Linked DNA regions of Mus musculus: regions 1, 2, 3 and 5 are each linked to region 4. The links are chromatin contacts, called in public HiChIP or PLAC-seq and promoter capture Hi-C maps. All regions are on one chromosome and are shown on one strand. The core of a region is the stretch at or near the end of the contact, and the rest is flanking DNA. Distances in the headings are between cores, read along the strand shown.

Region 1 (2,700 bases), core at 102-2,601, 690 kb before region 4:
TACCTGTTCCCTTAGTGAGGCGGGGGACCTGCACATGCCCAAGAGCTTCTTGGAAATCCTAAGACCCAGGCAACTGTGTGTGCGATGCCTGCTCTCTACAGAGGAAGTGAGCACTTCCTCTCTGTGGTGGCAGGGTGGTGTCTGTAAAGGGATGTGAGGCAGAACACGTAGCCTGCTCACAGAATAAGGCGTTATTGATGCCATTTGTGCTCCCCAGGAGAGAAGCCACCTTTCAGAGAGAAGCAAGAGGGAGGGGATCTAAGGTGTGACCTAAGGTGTGACCACTTAGCACACCAGGACCTCTGCTCAAGCCTCAGAGCAGCAAAAACAATCAAAATTAAAAACAAAAACCAAAAACCCTAAACCACAGGGGAGCACTGAGATAGGGTTCCCGGCTTACATTGCCAGGGGCTATGTAAGCTATATGGGGCAAGAAGAACCTGAGGGAACTAGGGCTTGACTCAGAAACCCTAAGGTTCTGTGGCCCCCGAGAGCAGAAGCCCTGGGCTCTTGGGTTTTTGATAAGTGGCTCCCCCACCTCAGGAAGGGTGAGTGACCCAGAGCCATGTGAGGAAACATTCATAGGAAGGCTAAGTCTGAAGCCACATACAGCCTCTGTCACTTGCTTTTCTTTCAACCCTTTCAACATGTGAAAGGCTTACAGGCCACATGGGGTGCTGGCTAGCCTGGCCACCCTGCTGAACTGACCCAGGATTTGAGACTGCGGCAGAGCTGTGTTTGGGGACCTCTGGCTCCTCCCAGTACCTATCCTTGGATATTCTGCTTCCGGGCCTGAATCTTCTCTCCCATCCCAGAGTGATCCCCTCAGCTCTTCCCCCATGTTCTGTGGGGATATGGCCCTTCTTATAGGCCCACCATCTTCCCTCTCTCTTACAAGGAGGAAAGGGTCAAATTGTCCAGCTGTCTCTCAGTCTGGTCTTGACCCGTACTCCCAGCCTCTCATCTTTGCTAGGCCCCTGAACCTCTTTCCCTCAGCTCAGCCCAGAGCTCAGATGTCTCTATAACAGTGCAACCACACCTGAGAGTCAGCTATGAACCCAGGGCCAGATGTTGCAGGTGGGGCTGGACAGTCCCACCCGCTGCATCTCCAGAGCCCCCTCTGAAACCTAAAGGAAGAGGCTCAGGTTAAAGCTGAGAGCAGCAGCAGCAGTGAAGGATGCTTCAGAGTCTAGAATTGGTCTTCTTCCTCACCAAGGACAGGCCTCTCTGCCCTGGCTAGTGGGTCCCTTCCCTGCTCTACAGCCTGGAGGGGCTTCTCACACAGACACAGAGAGAGCTTCACCTCACTGTGGCAGCCCAGCAGCCAGGGCCACCTCAGCCCTCAGGATGAAGAGTTTCTTCAGCAGCACTCTGACTCATATCCTCTGGGCAGACAGTAACACCCACATCTCAGACTGCTCTTTCCTTCTATTTGATCACCTTTCAGGGAATGCAGTTCCCCTCTGGGAAGTTCCCCTGGCCAGCACCCCTCCTCCATCAAAGTATGTCTACAGTGCCTGCGGTCACACTGGCTGCTGGCATCCTACTACTGAATACAGGACAGCCCATCACAATAAATACCAAAGGGCTGTCCAGTGCAAAGTACCCGTGGTGCTAAGGTTGAAAAACATCATTAGGGCCAACTGCCACCTCTGCCCTACTGTGCCCGTCCATGTTTCTATTGCGGTCTTTGAACAGCTGACTAGAAGACACTATGATCAAGAGCAGACTTCAACATGGTCTGATTTGAGTGTCACTGCTGCTGGGTGCAGGGAACAAGGGGGGGCTTGCAATGACGGGCTGTGACGGCGTGAGGAATTGCGTAACTATTGTGTGGGAAGTTCTTGAGATAGATCTGTACATGACCGGACTTGACTCAGCTCTGAGCTCAGCACAGTGGGAGTGGGCCAGCAGTGCAACAAGTGTGAGCAAGGGTCCAGGGACAGAAGTAGGGGAAGAAAGAAAGGAGAGGGAGAGGGAAGGAGAGGGAGAGGCAGGGAGAGGGAAGGACACGAGGGAGAGGGAGGGGAAGGGGGACAGTAAGAGGGAGAGAGAGGGGAAGAAGAGAAAGAGAAAGAGAAAATCCACCCCCATTGCTCAGTGCCTGTCTCCCAAAGGTTGAGCACAGAGCATACAACAGAACCAGACCCCCTGGATTTAAACTCCAGCTCTGCTCTGTGCTAGCTGTGTGTCCTTGGTGTAGTTTCATCACATCTCTGTGCTTCTTTCTTACAAAATGGAGGTTATGGGGCCTACTTAGCGAGGTTATCATGAGAACAACTGAAGGACCACCTTTAAGGCACTTAGAATACCTAGAGGAGAAAAAGAAAGCTGTAAGGGTTTGTGTGGTGGACAGCACTATGGCTGTTGGCATCCCCAGAGAGATAAGAGGCTGGTCTCGAGCTTAGAGTAGCTCAGCCCCAGAGGTGCTGGGCTAGGGGTGGGAGGCAGGTTCTCAACTGAGGTTATTTCTGTCACTGGCCAGGCCAGGTCACTTAGGGCAAGGCCTCACTTCCTCTGCACACCAGGATCCTCCCTTGTCAAATAAGAAGGGCTGAGCTAACATCAGGCTCCTCCCAGCAGCCTCTGGGTTCCAGAAATGCCTTTCTCCAGGGTGCTTGGTCCTACCCCTCATCAAGTGTAGGTCAGCCCAGGGTGGTATTTGGGTGTCACTGTCACTTGCTGCCTCCCAGTGGCCAG
Region 2 (2,700 bases), core at 65-2,564, 820 kb before region 4:
AATGAGAGGAAGCTGGCGTGGAAGGGCTTGGGTAGAAGCCTGAAGAGGCCTGAGCACTTGCCTGCTTGTGAGAAGAGACAATGAGTGTTTGAGGAGAGGGGGCAGAGTGAGGTCATTGTCACTGCTGACCCCGTTTCCCACCGGCCCTGACTGGCTCCTTTCTCCTGGGTCTGGTACACCCTCAATCAAGCAGCAGGAGATGGGGCAGAGTATCACTCAGGATCACCAGAGGTAGAGCTGAAAGTGCCTGAGAACCAGCTAAACCCAGCTTGGTTCCCAGCAGCAACCCTGTCAATCGTCCCTGTCAATCATGGAATCCTATGCTTTTTTCTTTGGGAGTGTATTGGTCAGTTCTAGGCCCCAGGCAGCAGGAGACTTAGATCCCTGAGGGAGGCAGGCCAGTGGTTTGTCTGGACCAGTGTGAGTGGGACTGACTGTGTGGGCTCTACTTTGAGCCCTGTCGGAGTGCAAGTGCGATGGTCCCCAAGGTCAGAGCTGTAATGGTGTCTGACTCTGTGTGTGTGTGTGTCCGTGTGTGTGTGTGTGTCCGTGTGTGTGTGTGTGTGTGTGTGTGTGTGTCGGTGTGTGTGTGTAAACATATCTGTCAATATGGAATATGGAGAGAAGAGGAGTGGAGAATGATAACAGGCTTATGAAACCAGACCCTCATCTCAGTCCACCCTCCCATGCCCTGTGTATTAATGGCCTGGTTACACAGGAGAACATTAGAACGCAAGGGTTGAATGAGTGGGTATTAGGACCGGGAGCCCAGGCTGCCAGCTTCTTGTGTTCCTGCCTCCTCAGAGCCTAGAGACCTGACTGGCCTGGACTCTCCGGTGTACACAGGACAGAAGTTAGGGACTCCCACAGGGGCTGGAGTGTGCCACCCAGCACTAAGGACAGGCTGTGAAAAAGCTTGCCGACAACCTCCCCAGCCCAGTCAGTGCCCCGTCAGTGCCCCCTCCCCGGCTCCCACCGGAGGCCTACCGTCCAGGGCCAGGAGTGAATCGTAGAGTTTGCATTGCACCTGCCCGGTGCTCTGAGAGGCGCAAGACATCCACAGCCCTTCGTAGAGGCCCACGGCAGTGATGATGGCATCGCCTGCATAGGAAGACTGCTTCCACTGTGGCAGGGCAGTGCTGGCGATGATGCCCACCCAGCCGCCCAAGGCTAGGAAGTAGCCCAGGAGCTGGAGGCCCGAGTTGGCCATGGCCCAGGTAGGAGTCTGAGAGTTCCAGGACTCAGAGATGGGCCAGGGTGTGGAGGAGCGTTGTGGTCATGGTAAGAGGAACAGCCGGAAAAGGGGAGCTAAGTGGCACAGGAGGAGAGGAGGAGAGGGGATGGCTGGCTGGCCAGCAGAGGCAGTGGCTGCTGATTCCAGAATGCAGGGGGCGGCCTTGGGGCTGGAAAAGGCCAAAACCCGCCCACAGACAGTCCCCAGCAGAGCTCTTTTCGCCCAGTTTCTTGGGAGTGGAGGGTAGAACCTAGGATCCAAGCTGGGGTACCCCTGCCCTCCCTGTCTCAATAGTAAGGAAGGGAGGGGCTAGGAGGAGTGACTCTTCCCCCTTTTAACCAGGGAAACCCCTTTAGGAGTGATTCCAGTGCTCTGGGATTCTCCTAATCCCTTCCCCAGCACCAGCTCAGTGGATGGCTTTGCTGTGCTTCAGTGCCTGATCTGAAGCGGCGGTTTCTTGCCCACTGACTTGAGGACAGAAAAAGAAAGAAATTTTAGTTACAGCAGGAAAAAACTATAGAGTTCTCTCTCTCTCTCTCTCTCTCTCTCTTCCTCTCTCTCTCTCTCTCTCTCTCTCTCTCTGTGTGTGTGTGTGTGTGTGTGTGTGTGTGTGTGTGTGTGCTGGGTATGGAAACCAGGCTTTGTTGTACATGCTAGGCAAGCACTCTACCACTGACCTAGATCCCCTGGAGTTAGTTTTGGATCAGGGCTTTAAGGCCAGATGTGCAGAGACTCAGTTAAATATGAGCTGCTGGGGAGAAGAGTCCTAGGTACCTGGAAACCATGTCTATCAAAATGGGAGAGGCCAAAGCAGGGAAGATGTGCTATGGGGTCTGTCTGCGATCTGAGGAGTCAGAAGAGGGACCCACAGTAACTGGGCCAGTGGTAGCTGTCTGCCAGCCTCAGGACGTGGTGGGGAGCTGGGGAGATCTGCGCCAGCATCTGTCCTGAACTTGGAGGAAGAAGAACTGCTCAGCCAGTTAATCCCTTTGCTGGCTGGTTCAGCAGCTCCTGCTGGGACCTGAGACAGCAGGCCCTGGCCCCTAGCTCCAGAACAGCCTGGCAGGGGCAGGGGCCTCTGTGCATTCCTGGGGTTCAGGCTCACCGCTCCTAGACCCCTGCCCGCCCCTTCTCACTCAGCCCTCGGGAGCAGGGAATGTTTAACTCCCCTGGGTCTCATTAGCAATCCTCTCACGTTCATTTCAGCCCCACAGGCTTGGCATGGGTGCAGGAGGAATGTCACACCCCTGCTCCCGCTCCAGCCTCCCAGCCACCTCTCTTACATCCCCTGCATCCATCCCACTGCCTTTCCTGAGCTGCAACATGGCCAGCTTCCTCCCCCACACCTTCAACCCCCACAGCAGGGACAAACCCCCAGCCTGCTGCCTTACATTCCTCACGTGGGTGCCTGGCACTCTCAGACAATGGCAAGCCTATGTGCCTGCTCAGGGCGTGGGCCCCTGGTA
Region 3 (2,700 bases), core at 166-2,665, 570 kb before region 4:
GTCTCTCTCGGGGTTGTGAAGGGTGAATAAGTACGTGAAGTCTAGGTACAGCCCTCCATATCTGATGTGGTGTAGGACGTGCTCAGTCACAGACACACACAATGGCAGGCCTGGCACTGGAACACATGCCTGCAGTCCCAGCAGGAGGCTGGAGACTCTGAAGGTCAAGGGTCAAGGTCATCCTCAGCTGTAGACTAAGTCTGAGGTAAGCCTTGGCTACCTGAGAACTTGTTTCAAAACTGAGGCCTTGTCTCAAAACCAAAACAAAACAAAGCAAGGGTGTGGAGACATGATGGCTCCGTGTTAGAAGTGTTTGCTGTTCCTGCAGAGGGCCCAGATCTGGGTCCCAGCACTGCCATGTGGCTAGCAATCTGTTGTATCTCCAGTTCCAGGGTATTTCTGACATTTCCTTTTGGCCTCCTCAGCCTCTGTATACACACGGTGCACTTACACCCATGCACACAGAATACACATAAACTAAAAGTAAATCTTTAAAACAAAGCCAAAACCCAAAATACAACCCCCAAACCAACCAACCAACTAACCAACCAACCAACCAACCAACCAACCACTCCTACCTCCTATATTTTTGACTAGTCCAGAGGTCCAGAGGGACAAAACAAAACCAGGGGCCAGAAGGAAGCTGGTCCCCGGAGTGGAGTGTCTGCTGGTCCATAATTATATCTCTGAATGAATGGAATAAAGGGCTAGGGAAGTCCTCAGGGGGCTTGGGAGCTGCCTGAAAGTGGGAAGAAAACTCCCACTGAGTGGCCTTGGGTTTTGGCTCTGGGTGGCCACAACCTAGGAAGCCTGTTATGTTCCAGAGAGCTCGGACCTTATCCACGTTCACTACCAGGCCCAGGGCTCCAGGCAGGTGGGGCTGACACCGGAGCAGGAGCCTCTCCGGTGCTGGGCGGTGTAGGTTGGGTTGACGTTATCCAAAGGGAATGAAGAGACAGGAAAGGGCCCCAGGTCCTCTTCCACAGGATCAGAGCGGCGGTCAGAGGGGGCGGAGGAAACCTGGGTGACTGTAACCAAGGACACTTGGTCCCTAGGTTTCGAGGAGGACCGCTGGGTGTGGTGGAGCGTGCCCTTCCTCCCTGCACTCGGCAGGCAGAGACAAGTGGGTCTCTGTGAGTTTTGAGGACAGCTTAGTCTACACAGGAGGCTCCACGCCAGTCAAGGCTACACAGAGAGACCTTGTGGAGAAGGAAAGGAAGGAACACTTGGACAGCCCCAGTCTGAAGAGCTTTGAGAGCTAAAGAGACAAGATAGAGACTTCAGTGGAATCCTGTTTGTAGAGGGAGGCAAAAAACCAAGCTGCGGCCAGCTGAGGAGACTTGAGGGCAGTGAGAGAAGTGAGGCAGAAGGCAGGGCTCACCTCTGCCCAGAAGCTTGCCTGAGGCCTAGGGGATGGGTGGAGGCTGCAAGACTTTGAGCCTCCAGGTGAGGTGGGGAAGGCTCATGCTGCCCAGATAGCTCAGACGGAGGGACTATGGCTCAATACAGCTAAATGGCTTGTACAAAGTCACAGCAAAGTGGACAAATTTCATTATCATACATACATACATACATACATACATACACACAAACAAACAATAACAGAAATTTATTTATGTGGGAAATGGAAAGCAATGTAATGCACATGCGAATTGCTTGCTGTGGCCATAGCAGTAAAACGTGGTCACTGGAGAATTCTAGAGCATTCTAGGCAGAAGCAGGCCTCAGGTCCCAGGTAGTAGAGAGCTACCCAATGCGAGTGCTAGATTCCGAATTCTGGTCCTTATGACTGAACAGCAACCACTCTTAACTACTGAGTCACCTCTCACGGTTTTGTTTCTTTGTTTTGTTCTTTGGAGATAGGGTTTCTCGGTGCAGCCTGAGCTGTTCTGGAACTCACTCTGTAGACCTGTAGGCTGGCTTCCGACTCGCAGAGATCTGCCTGCCTCTGCCTTCCAAGTGCTGGCCTCAAAGGCATGTGCTGCCTCCTCTCAGCCCAGCTACTATATTTTTTGAGACAGATCTCTATTTAGCCTCAAGCACACAGTCCTCCTGCCTCTTGAGTGCTGAGATTTTTGGCCTGTGCCACCACGCCTGGTCTGAGCCACATGTGCCTGCTGTTTCTGAACCCTGTTTGATGCAGCAAATGCTTTCCCTCAGCCATAGTCAGTCCTTGAGGAAGGTCCCTTGTACAGTCAGGGGAACGAGGCTCACAGGTGAGAGCCCACTCAAGCACTTTTGAGCAGAGTAATGAGGAGGTGGGGACAACAGGGCCACTGGTCTGGGAGCTCAGTGTGCATGGGCTTGGGACCCTAGGGTCTCAGAAGGGTTATGGAGGAATTTCTCAAGGCCAACTTCCATCACCATAAACCATGGAGTCTGTAGAGATTCAGTGTGAAACTGCTCCTTGCCTCATGAGTCTTCGGGTCTTGTGGAACTCATTTGAGCCTCAGTTTCTTCATCTGAAAAATGGGAACCATATTTTTTTTTTATCTCTTGCCTGCTGAGGACTGGTGAGAATTGAATCAAATCAGACCCATTGTTTGATGTTGAAGAGTGAATGTTTGGAAAACACTTTGCTGTTTATCTGTATCATATCATTAACCTCGTGGAGATCAGTTCCTTTTTTTTTTTGGTTGCATATTCCAGACAGGAAAACCACAGTTTGGAGAGAGAAGGTTCTCTAATCAAAGAGTAAAG
Region 4 (2,700 bases), core at 15-2,514:
CCTAGGTAATCTGGAAGAGCATCTAGCGATAACAGCTAAGCCATCATCTTTCTAACCTCCTTTCCGCTTTAAAATAATTTATTTTTATCGGGGAGGAGGGGTGTGTTTGTGTGCCATCTGTATGCTGGTTCCATAAGAGGGCATCGATGCCCTGGAGCTGGAGTTAGAGGTAGTTGTGCGCTGCCTGACAAAACCAAATTTTCTTCCCGTGGAAGAGCAAGAAGTTCTAACTGAGGCATCTCTCCAGGCCCCAGACCTGGATTCTTACCAACCTCTTTTTATGACCTTGGGCTAATTTCTTGTATTGCACCTTGGTTTTTCTATCAGCATAACCAGGTTCTTGGCCCAGCGTGGTGGCACACGCCTTAAATTCCACCGCATCTCTGAGATCCAGGGCAGTTTTTTCTACAAGGTGAATTCCAGGCCAGCCCGGACTGCATAGTGAGACCCTTGTCTGAAACAAACAAAATGGGTGTCGCTCTGGCAGATTATGTGCAACGGGGGTAAGGAGATCTCTAGGTCTCTGAAGAATCCTAAGTCCCACGGGAGTCCTCCACAGGATGTGATGTCCCCAAGAACAGCCTAACCTAATCTTCACGACGAAAGGCTGGAATTCTGATCATTGTTTTGACACACACACCCCTTCCTCTCACTTTGTGTTTGCAGAACCCCACACTGGTCCGCATACTTCCTTCCTAGCAGGGTTTCAGGCGCCCTCCCCATTCAGACTGCCACCTCCCCACCGTCTCTAACCAACTGGGTCCTCCGGGTTGAGGTTGAGTTTCTCTCTCTCTCTCTCTCTCTCTCTCTCTCTCTCTCTCTCTCTCTCTCTCTCTCTGTGTGTGTGTGTGTGTGTGAGAGAGAGAGAGAGAGAGAGAGAGAGAGAGAGAGAGAGAGAGAGAGAGAGAGAGAGAGAGAGAATGTGTGTATGTGTGAACGTGTGACCTAAGTACCACCCACAGGCTTCGATGTGACCTTTCAAAGATTCCCAGATGCTCTAACTGCCGGGCCCAACCCAGAGAGATGGCCGGCAGAGAGCGGATCCCGAGGACTAACTGTGCGGGACCCGCCCCCGTGTTCCGATTCGGGCTCCGATTCGGGCAGGGACGAAGGCTCCCAGAGATGGGTTCGGGATTTCCTTCCAAATGCTTGGTCGTCGCACTCTCGTGAGATTTGCTCCCGGAAGACCCGGCCCTCTTCAGTGTAGCGACCAATCGGCAAGGGCGACGGTTAAGACAGTTGGGTTTTGAAGGAGCCAATGAACGCTAGCAGCGGAGAGTTTAAGAACAACAGTCCGGCGTGTCCTTAGCTTGTCTGGAAAAGAACGCGTTCGGCAGGCGCACTGACGCGCTGCGAGGAGCTGGGGGTTTGTGTTCGGGAGAGCTGAGTACGGAGAGGGACCGGGCTGCTGCGAGCTGTGGCAGGCGGAGCCCAGGAGCCCGGCGAGGATCGCGCTTGGTCGCCTTTCGCCCCGGTAGCGGTGCCATGGCGCAGTTCGTGTTCGAGAGCGATTTGCACTCACTGCTTCAACTGGACGCACCCATCCCCAATGCCCCGGTTGCGCGCTGGCAGCGCAAAGCAAAGGAAGCCACAGGCCCAGCCCCCTCGCCCATGCGGGCCGCCAACAGATCACACAGCGCCGGGCGGACCCCGGGCCGAACTCCTGGTGAGTGGGTGGAGGGAGCTGGAATCGCTGAGAGTCCGTCTTCATGCTCCCTCCGGGAGCCTCGTCAGGCTGTCTGACTTCTCTCTCCCTGCCCCCAGGCAAATCTAGTTCCAAGGTTCAGACCACCCCTAGCAAACCTGGAGGTGACCGCTTTATCCCCCAACGCAGTGCTTCTCAAATGGAGGTGGCCAGCTTCCTCTTAAGCAAGGAAAACCAGCCGGAAGACAGGGGGACGCCCACCAAAAAGGTATGATTCCACAGGGGTCATGAGACTTGAGGTGTCTGTCCCCTGGCTGATACCGGTCTTCCTCCCCTCACTTGCCGTGTATTTCAGGAGCATCAGAAAGCCTGGTCTCTCAACCTGAACGGTTTTGATGTGGAGGAAGCCAAGATCCTCAGGCTCAGCGGCAAACCTCAGAATGCCCCAGAAGGTAAGGAGTGAGTGACATCATCGAGGCTGGTGTCAGTCCTTCCTAAGGGGAGACATGTGGCTGCTTTTCCACATGTGGATGGGTATCAGTTTCCAAGTCTAGACCCACTCTCTTGCCACAGGCTACCAGAACAGACTGAAAGTACTGTACAGTCAGAAAGCCACGCCTGGCTCCAGCAGGAAGACTTGCAGATACATCCCTTCTCTGCCAGACAGGATCCTTGATGCCCCCGAAATCCGGAATGACTACTGTGAGTGCACTGTTGTCTTTGCGGATGGAGAAAGATGGCCTAGGAATGGACCAGTCCAACAAAGGACCTCATGTTTTCTTCCTTCCCCTGGCAGACCTGAATCTTGTAGATTGGAGCTCTGGAAATGTATTGGCTGTGGCACTGGACAACAGTGTGTACTTATGGAACGCTGGTTCTGGTGACATCCTGCAGTTGTTGCAAATGGAGCAGCCTGGAGACTACATATCCTCGGTGGCCTGGATCAAGGAGGGCAACTACCTAGCTGTAGGCACCAGCAATGCTGAGGTCCAGGTGAGCCTGGTTGCCTGTATTGTGGCTCTGTGGTCACTGGGCTCAGGGGGGAGCTTGCCCAC
Region 5 (2,700 bases), core at 199-2,698, 520 kb after region 4:
TGCCAGCCCTTCTTATTCTTACCCAACTTTGCTACTGCTAGAAGGCTGTGTTGGGAAGAGTTTAGTCAATAAGGAGAGAGAAGCCATATAGTAAGCCCAAATTGAGCTTAATATAATTTATCTAAAAAAAAAAAGTTTTAGGCTGGGCATGGTGGTACATAACTTTAATTCTAGCACTTTGGAAGCAGACACAAGTGGGTTTCGGTGAGCTGGAAGCCAGCCTGGTCTACAGAGTTTCAAGATAGCCAGGGCCTCACAGAGAAACCCTGTCTTGGAAAAAAAGAAAAGAAAAGAAAAAGAAAGATCCTTCTGTTTGAAATCATTTCCTTTCCTGCTGACAGGAGTCAAGGAAAGAAAAAGTTGAGCATGGAGAGGAAGTGCCTGCTGGGAGCAGGGCTTGCCTTCCTCCAACCTCAATTTCCCCATTTTAGCTGAAGACAATGAATAAAAATACCCACTCAAGCCCGGGCTACATAGTGAGATCCCCGCTTGAAAACAAAGAAGGTGGAGGATGTGGTTCAGTTGACAGGGTGCGCGGGAGGCACAGCACTTCAGACACCCATCTTGGTGGCACACTCCTGTAATCCCGGGAGTGCTGGGATTAAAGAGGTACACTCCCCACCCCAAGGCAAGAGACTCCATCTCAAAACAAACCAACCCGCCACAGCAGAATAGAGAGAGAACAAAACCTAAGGTAAAGCCATGAGCTATTCTTACTTGAAACATAATGAAAACCTTAACGATTTCCCTTCTCCTCCTCGTTTCACACACACATACACGCGCGCGCGCAGAATAATATGATTTCCCGGTTGCTCCCGAGCAGATCCACAGTGCTTTTTTTTTTTTTTTTAATTGTGGGGCACCAAGTAACTCCTATCTTTCCTCTTCTTTAGCGGGTGCTGATGGTCACCAACACAACCAGTTCCCTGTGCCTGAGCGCCGACCAAACGTGACCCTCTCCCCTCCATTCTTGGCTTCCAACTCCACCCAAAGGCCCCATGAATCACGTCTTCGCAAGAGTTGCACTCCTAGGCAATGTGACTGAGCAAGATGGTCCTCTGCCCTAAGCCGAGAATAGGATAGGGTTCCATAGGACCCCCAACCCACGTGCTCCAAGCCTCCCTCCTCAGGAGCCACCTTCCGGTCCGACGAAAACTACATTTCCCAGGGTGCATAGAGGCGGGTCCTTGCTTCAGGCAGGGGCCCCTGGCGGTGTGCCGTTCCGTCGCCTGTTCGGGGGCGCGCGAGCTAGCACGAGGACAGGGCCAAAGACCCGGAATGAGTTTCCGCGTAGTTCCGCCGTGCCGTGTCTCGATGTGCTTGGCCGTGCCGGGCCAGGACAAGCGTGGGTGGGGGCCTAAGTTGGTGGTACTGGCGACAGGCGCTCGGGACAGCCCGAGTCTTGCTGAGGTCCCCGCCCCGTCCCGGCCGGGCCGGCCTGTCTGTCAGTCACTGGGGCGGAGGCAGCGACCGTAGCGGGGCCAACGCCGGGAGGCGAACAGATCGCGGGCCAGGCGAACGGAGGGGACCTATCTCAGTCCCCCAACTCTACCGACTCTGCCCCAGACTCACGAAACTGCAATCCCGTGCTTCCTTGGACGTCTCCGTATCTCGCGAAGGGCTCTCTCCCGGGTGATCTCCCAGCCCCCCTGACCTCATAGCATCTAGAAGCTCGTCCAGACTGGGGTGTTATGGGTACAGGCCGTTGATTCTGTGACCCCTCACGGGCCAGGGCCTCTGTTTCCCCTATAGGCCTCCCTCCCCTATGACTTTTGATTCAAGGGACAGAGCTGTGACCTCCCACTAGGACCCTTGTCTGGGAGTACCTCACGGACGCCTCCCTTCTGGGAGCCGCCTTAGCGGGTCCCTTTCCGAAGAGCACATCTTTTGACCTCTGCAACCCACTCCCCCTCCAAACGAGGTGGGCAGGCCTCGGCAGCCATGCCCGCCCTGGGCATCCCCTCATCCCACCACCTCCCGGGTACTCAAGCCGGGGTCTAGCAGGGGGCCGACAGCCAAAGGGCTGGGGCAAGAAAGAGATCAGGGTCCACCTCCCTGCCAGGCAGGGAGCAAAGATGGAGCGGCGGGAGGAGCAGCTGGGGGCTGCAGGGGCTGGAGCAGCACCAGCCTTGGACTTCACTGTGGAGAACGTGGAGAAGGTATGAGGGCCTTGGGGTGGGCACTCCAGTGACAGAGCAGAAGTTCTGGGGACTGACACTAATGCCAAAGCTCAGACGCGGGCTCAGTGCCCGCTGGGATGATGCCCCCAGAGCACCTGGTATTTACCATCTCTCTTGGGCAGCCGGCTTGGACAGCAGTGTTGCAGTGCCTAATGGGCTATTTTGGGCTTTCTGTAGACACAGGTCCCCTTTCGGATAGATACTCTAGGATCTTAGGTTGTTCCCTGTAGGGTGCTGAAGGGTTTAGACTTATAACCAAATCGGCTCCTGCCCAGATCCAGGAGAAAAGCAGGCGGAGTTCTGGAGGGAACCAGAAACTCACAAGACCTGCCACTCAGCCACCCCCACCCCCACGTTAGAAACCACACGGATGCTGAATGATCCTGGACCCGACTCACTTTTTTTCAGTCAAAGGCTCACAAAGATATCTGGAGCTAAACCCGTCTGAGTTATATGTTCATTTATCTTCAGAAAGGGTCTTTTCCTTATTGGATGGAAGTCAAACCGGTCCTGGACAGGC

The links. Promoter capture Hi-C pulls out the DNA fragments that hold promoters and counts their contacts. HiChIP or PLAC-seq counts read pairs in DNA pulled down with a chosen protein or histone mark.
Region 1: an H3K27ac HiChIP or PLAC-seq map of microglia shows a contact between it and region 4, with 4 times the contacts expected there. The contact joins the enhancer-like site here to the promoter of Cdc20 in region 4. A contact is called at or near these places in 5 of 39 promoter capture datasets (cranial neural crest, embryonic stem cells and hippocampal neurons), 4 of 484 Hi-C or Micro-C datasets (CD4 T cells, CD8 T cells, Th1 cells and 1 more), 6 of 115 datasets of contacts at active chromatin or transcription factors (cardiomyocytes, effector CD8 T cells, embryonic stem cells and 3 more) and 2 of 9 other capture datasets (embryonic stem cells and pancreatic islet).
Region 2: an H3K4me3 HiChIP or PLAC-seq map of embryonic stem cells shows a contact between it and region 4, with 7 read pairs. The contact joins the promoter of Cldn19 here to the promoter of Cdc20 in region 4. A contact is called at or near these places in 3 of 39 promoter capture datasets (cranial neural crest, embryonic stem cells and hippocampal neurons) and 2 of 115 datasets of contacts at active chromatin or transcription factors (bone marrow-derived macrophages and embryonic stem cells).
Region 3: a contact with region 4 is called in a promoter capture Hi-C map of fetal liver, with 2.9 times the contacts expected there. The contact joins the enhancer-like site here to the promoter of Cdc20 in region 4. A contact is called at or near these places in 4 of 39 promoter capture datasets (the C10 cell line, fetal liver, hippocampal neurons and 1 more), 2 of 484 Hi-C or Micro-C datasets (embryonic stem cells and myocytes) and 3 of 115 datasets of contacts at active chromatin or transcription factors (embryonic forebrain, embryonic stem cells and stem cell-derived neural progenitor cells).
Region 5: an H3K4me3 HiChIP or PLAC-seq map of embryonic stem cells shows a contact between it and region 4, with 11 read pairs. The contact joins the promoter of Ipo13 here to the promoter of Cdc20 in region 4. A contact is called at or near these places in 12 of 39 promoter capture datasets (the C10 cell line, the HPC-7 cell line, embryonic stem cells and 7 more), 3 of 484 Hi-C or Micro-C datasets (B cells and CD4 T cells), 8 of 115 datasets of contacts at active chromatin or transcription factors (bone marrow-derived dendritic cells, bone marrow-derived macrophages, differentiating embryonic stem cells and 4 more) and 3 of 9 other capture datasets (adipose tissue, liver and pancreatic islet).

Annotation. Positions count from the first base shown.
Region 1 is chr4:119,124,827-119,127,526 of GRCm38.p6, reverse strand. All of the region lies in intron 2 of Slc2a1 (solute carrier family 2 (facilitated glucose transporter), member 1), which reads right to left. Among named protein-coding and RNA genes, the nearest start is that of Gm12867, 6.0 kb to the left of the region's middle. Within about 2 kb of position 1,351, at least 233 of the 459 cell types and tissues checked have an H3K27ac peak or open chromatin away from gene starts, as enhancers often do. A contact at or near this core is called in CD8 T cells, Th1 cells, effector CD8 T cells and 2 more, where this site is marked.
Region 2 is chr4:119,254,083-119,256,782 of GRCm38.p6, reverse strand. Cldn19 (claudin 19) reads right to left here and starts at 1,314. Exons shown (of 5, transcript NM_001038590.1): 1 at 988-1,314. The coding sequence starts at 1,210. The region is part of intron 1 of Gm12927 (a long non-coding RNA gene); the gene reads left to right.
Region 3 is chr4:119,005,251-119,007,950 of GRCm38.p6, reverse strand. No RefSeq gene overlaps it. Among named protein-coding and RNA genes, the nearest start is that of Gm12865, 8.6 kb to the right of the region's middle. Within about 2 kb of position 1,415, at least 26 of the 459 cell types and tissues checked have an H3K27ac peak or open chromatin away from gene starts, as enhancers often do. A contact at or near this core is called in fetal liver, where this site is marked.
Region 4 is chr4:118,435,907-118,438,606 of GRCm38.p6, reverse strand. It overlaps Cdc20 (cell division cycle 20), which reads left to right and starts at 1,264. Exons shown (of 10, transcript NM_023223.2): 1 at 1,264-1,666; 2 at 1,765-1,913; 3 at 2,001-2,097; 4 at 2,219-2,347; 5 at 2,442-2,638. The coding sequence starts at 1,486.
Region 5 is chr4:117,913,747-117,916,446 of GRCm38.p6, reverse strand. It overlaps Ipo13 (importin 13), which reads left to right and starts at 1,448. Exons shown (of 20, transcript NM_146152.3): 1 at 1,448-2,159. The coding sequence starts at 2,076.